2 separate regions of the Arachis hypogaea genome follow, and region 1 is linked to region 2. A link is a contact called in public Hi-C data. All regions are on one chromosome and are shown on one strand. Each heading gives the region's core, a stretch centred on a gene start, on an enhancer-like site or on the middle of the called end of the contact. The rest is flanking DNA. Distances are from core to core; before and after follow the strand shown. Region 1 holds the start of LOC112786933 (protein EMBRYO SAC DEVELOPMENT ARREST 30). Region 2 holds the start of LOC112782496 (polyadenylate-binding protein-interacting protein 12).

The links. Hi-C and Micro-C count contacts between places; a contact is called where the count stands out from the background.
Region 1: a Hi-C map of an unstated tissue shows a contact between it and region 2, with 5 times the contacts expected there. The contact joins the promoter of LOC112786933 here to the promoter of LOC112782496 in region 2. A contact is called at or near these places in 3 of 8 Hi-C or Micro-C datasets (leaf and an unstated tissue).

What each region holds. Positions count from the first base shown.
Region 1 is chr20:93,632,101-93,634,801 of arahy.Tifrunner.gnm2.J5K5, forward strand. It overlaps LOC112786933 (protein EMBRYO SAC DEVELOPMENT ARREST 30), which reads right to left and starts at 1,387. Exons shown (of 12, transcript XM_025830306.3): 1 at 895-1,387; 2 at 399-453.
Region 2 is chr20:93,345,694-93,348,393 of arahy.Tifrunner.gnm2.J5K5, forward strand. LOC112782496 (polyadenylate-binding protein-interacting protein 12) reads right to left here and starts at 1,387. Exons shown (of 12, transcript XM_025824903.3): 1 at 881-1,387; 2 at 683-731; 3 at 1-588. The coding sequence starts at 489.

The DNA of each region.
Region 1 (2,701 bases), core at 137-2,636, 290 kb after region 2:
AGAGCATAGTTGACAGAACCGTACCGGTGATCAAACCGGTCAAGTTACTAGATCATTGGGTCACTGGTTCAACCGGTGGATCACTACTTGAACTAGTTGACTCGGTTCCACGTAAATAAAATATATAAAATAGTCATAAACTTAAAATTAAAATTTGAAATACATATTATCACTAACATTTTAACAACAAACGTCTCAATTTCTAAAAATAACTAATTTGAGCCTTGTTTTTAACATTTCCCATAAAAGACAATTATGACTAGAACTTTCAATAGCATATGATCATAAGTCCTTCGTGCACAGAATATGAACTAATTCTGCCAAATTATTATTTGTCAAAGTCGTCCGCTGCAAATAAAGGGGATAGAAGAAAGCAATAGAGTTTCAAAAGTTTGAACCTTTAGACGAAAAGCTTAGAACCTGAGAAGTGCCAAATACTTATAGTTTAAACCCCTGCAAACAAAACCATGCCACCACAGATTATGCAACAGAATAAACATGAGCAGAACAATATAAATTCACATAACCTATCCACTACAGCTCAATTCACAGAACCAATCCACTATCCAACAATATAAATTCACAGAATAATATAAAAAACAGCACCAACAATATAAAAACAGCACCTCAATTCACCATAATGATATTAAAACAGAAACAAATCAACCCTAAACACCAAAAATCAGAAAGAACAAAAAGGCATCAATCAACCACTACACTACATATATTACACTGTAAAAACAAAATTGGAATGATCTGCCAAGAATCGACAAATTATAATCAACAACAATCAAGATCAACTGAATCAGTTAATCCAACATCAGTTAATCAATTAATCAGTTAAAAAGATTATAATCCAGCAACTGAATAACTTAAAAAAATTAAAAAGCTTACCTGATGATGTGAAGGCAGAACGCGGGCAGAGAAGAGAGAGAGCAAGCACGGCGAAGCAGAGAGCGGCGAGGGGGAGGCAGCAGCGCCGGCGAGCCGCGTCGGATGAAGACGCGACGACGACGATGAGAGACGTACACGAACAACGAGAGGCAGTGAAGGCGCAGGAGCTGGCTGACGCAGGGAAGGCGCAGGGACGACGCGACGCGGACGGAGGCGTCAGATGTGGACTGAGGTACAGACGACGCGACAGCAGTGAAGGAGCAGGAGCTGGCAAACGTAGCGGATTCGGCAACGAGACGGCCACCGTGCGGTGTCGGCGACAGCGGCTCTGCGAGAGTGAGAAGGTTGTGGCGCCGCGTTGAGCTCGCCCGTTTTAGATCTGTTTCAGAGCGAGAGAGTAAGAGCGTGGGTTGGGGAGGGGATCCTTCGCTGGGATTAGGGTTATCTTTTTTTTTTTTTTTTGAAAATTGAACCGGTCCGGATTTCTCAAACCTTCCGGTTCACCGATTTTTATTAAAACCGGCCGGGTCAATTTATGGATTACGGATTTGGGCTTACACACCTTGGCCCAAACAATTGTAAAGTTGACAAAACAAATCGAAAAATAGTCGGACAAAAAACAATCGAAAAATAGTTTTTCAAATTATAATACAGGAAAAAATTTCAGGTATGTCATGTATTTTTTTGGAATTATCTTCTGATCCTTAAAGAATCTGGGTATTTTTTGAATTGTAAAAAAATTTGGGACTCTATTGAAATTTTGTAATTGAGCATTATTTCGGTTATTCAGCCCTCATACTAAGAATTTTTTTTTTTGTATTGCTTCCTGTTCGATCTTGTTCCTCAATATTACCCGTTTTTTCTCCTTCTCTTATCTCACCATAACTCTTTCCGTTGAAAATTTGCATCAAAATTTGCATCTCATTATAACGGTTGAATTTGCTGTGTTAAAAAAAATATAATAAAGATTAGTTAGATATCAGTGGTAGTAGTTGTTAAGATTTAGTGGCTAAGTTTGTTAGAAGAATTCTTGATTCTTGGTGCTTTGACTGAGTCCCTACCTTAACTAGTATATATTTCAGTACGTAAAATCATGCATAATTTAATTCTTTAATCAATTGTGAATGAATTTTCTATCGGTTACTTTTCATCAAATTCTCTCTTCTATATTTTCTTTAGCCCTTACTCATTGCTCACCTTCCTCACGTTTAGCTACTTGCTCGCTACTGTTGGTGAGTGCACAAGAGAGACGATCCATTAAACATAACATACCCTTCCACTATGCCTCCATCGCTGGCCTCATCCCCATCCACTCCGCCCTCGACTTCCTCCTCAATTGCGTCCTAACTATCTCACCACCCTCCTCTCTGCCTACGTCCGCCGCCACATTGTCTACCTTAACTCCAAAGGTCCTGCTACTTTAACACCGGCGCGGCATCATTCATAGATCACAAGCGGTGGCGTGGTAGCGACTACACTACCAAGATCGAGCAGTGGATGGAGCTTCATGATGCGGATCTATGAGGTTGGATCTTTCCTGCGATGATCCAATACTAAAATGAGATGCAAAGGATATAAGAATAACAGGGTCTACTGTCAATATCTAAATGACGGGGATCATTTAGCAATTTAAAAATTTTAATTTGACCTTTTGGTTAGTTATTAATATAAATTAATAAAATTGTACCAAGAATAAATAACAACTACAAATAAAATATTCCACCATGATTTTAAAGAACCCATTTGTATTTTCTCCACCATAGACAATTCCTATTAAAGAAAACATAAAGTTTAGATTTACTGGCAA
Region 2 (2,700 bases), core at 137-2,636:
AGCACCACCAGGACCAGCCAAGTAACCGTGACTGTTGGCGAGCGACGGCGGCACAAACTCCTCAGCCATGGGGTTCAACTTTGACAGAAGCTCCTCCAAATCCCTCATCTCCCTCTTATAACTCTCACCACAGTTCTCCCCATTCCTTACCGCATTAATCCCAACATACCCATCATTGTTGACCACCATCTGTTGACCCTGGACACCGTTTCCATCAAACCCATTTCGAATCTGACCCACCTGAGCCTTGTAATTACCGTTAGGGACTGACACAACAGTGTTTGCACCTCTATCTTGGTTGAATACACCGTTCAGATTCTGATCACCACCACCACCGTTGACAGCACCTCCACCTCCGCCGCCGCCGCCGCCGCCGCCGGACCTTGCCTTTGATTTCTCCATCTCAGTGGTGTCCGATGAGACAACACTGTTGTCCAAATTTTGACTGGAAGAACCGATTTTGGCCCCAGCATTCTCAGCAACAGCCATGATCACGGAAAAAAGAAGACGCACACACACCCCCAACCCACTTCCCTAGATGTAAAAAAGCTTCCTCCTTTTTTTCAGCTTTCAGGTTTATCAGTGAATCTGTGTCCCCCAACAAAAAAAAAACTATACTAAACTAACAACAAGAGAAAGAGAGAGAGAAATGAAACATAAGAGCATGTTAGGGAAGACGTACCTGGGTTTTAATGTAACAAATTTTCCATTGACATAAGATCAAGCTGATCCTGAAGATCGTCAAAAATAGAGGTTACTTTAAAACCCCACAAAGGGAGAAAAATAAATAAAATATGTATATATGGAAAGAGAGAGAGAGAGAGAGAGAGAGAGATTGGTGAAAAAGAGATAGAGAAAAAGGTTAAAGATATTATCTTACTAATTTATTTACTGAAGAAGAAGAAGGAGGAGGAGGAGGAAGAAGAAGAGGTGAGTGATGATTATTAGTGTTTGTTGGAGAGAGAGAGAGAGAGAGATGATTTATCTTCGGATCGTCCGTTTGAGGGTGCAGTGGGGGTTTGGGAGGTAGCTGGGGAAGCTGAGAAGAGAAAAAGAGAAAAAGAGAAGGTCCGAAATTAAATTGATAACGATGATGAAATGAGATGAGATGATCAACCAATGTATGTATCCAACAGAACAAAATGAATTGAACACAGCAACACCAACACCCTCATTGCTCATTAGTCATTACATTACATTACATTTTTTTCTTTTTTTATTTTATTTTAATTATATTACATATAACACCCAAATAAATTTACTTTCTTTTGCATCAATTTCCATTACTGCCCACCCCCCCCCCCCCCCAACATCTCTCTTTCTCTATCTCCTCTCTCCCTCCCCTCAATTTCTACATACATGTCATGGTCATGCCTTCCATAGCATCGCATCCGCCATCCACAAGGGACATATATATAAAAGAATATTAGGCTAAGGATGCATAGAGTTCAATATGAAAGAATATCAAGTTACTATAGTAAAAAATAAAAAATAAAAAATAAAAATAAATAATATTAGACCTAGTATAACAATCTTTATGTCTAGAGTAAAAATTAATTATTCACTTATAGTCTCTCACGTTTTAGATATAATAAAAGAAAAATCTTTTAAAATAAGTAAATAATAAATTAGTAAAAATTTTAATACAAAATATAATAAAAATTTAAGAAACTGATATTTTACTAGATATATAAAAAAAACTATAAAAATAAGAGAATTATATTATAAATATCTAAAAAAAATTAATATATATTTCTTTGATTGATTTAATAATTACTTACAAGACTTTAAAAGAGAGTTTTGTCCCTTAACAAAAATAAATACTACTTAAAAAATTAGTACAGATCAAATAATAAATTAAAATCACAATACTTTTTTAGAAAAAAGTTTAATTACTCTCTTAGTTCTTATAGTTTTACGAAATTTTTAATTAGGTTCATATACTTTTTTTTTCTTTTAATTGAGTCTTTGGACTAATTTTTTTTTAATTGAGTCCCTATATTTTTTTTCTTTTATTTGGGTCTCAGCACCAAATTTTTTTTAGTTAGGTCCCTATAAAATTAAGTCAATTACTGCTAAGAGGGACCTAATTAAAAAAAATTAGTGCAATAACCCAATTAAAAGAAAAAAAAGTATAAAAATATAATTAAAAATTTTAAAAAACTATAAAGACCAACAAAATAATTAAACCTTAAAAAAATTATAAAACTACAAATTGTCCAAGACTGGAAATTAGAAATTACCCTTTATAAGGATAGTAGTTTGGAAGGCAATGTAAATAAAAAAAGTCTTAGAAAAAGCATAATTATATTAATACGATTTTAGATGATATGAAAAATCAGTTATAAAGAATTAAACATAGACATAAATAAAATAAACTCGTAAAAAAATCTATATACAAATTTTAAAGTCTTGACATAATCAAGCATAGAATAAAACTTAAAATAATAAATTAGGAAAAGACGACTATCAACACAATATGTTTACAGGTTAATAAAATGTCCTTCAAAAATCAAAATTATTCAAAACTCAGAAATTACTATCTATGACCAATTCCAGCAAATATAAGTCTTGAGAAAAAGATACAATTAGTATATAATAGTTTTACCAGTTCTAATTTAGTAGAATAAAATTTAAATCGATTAAGTGAACAAATTATTTTAGATCTAATGTGTAATATAACGATGGTGGCAACCATTT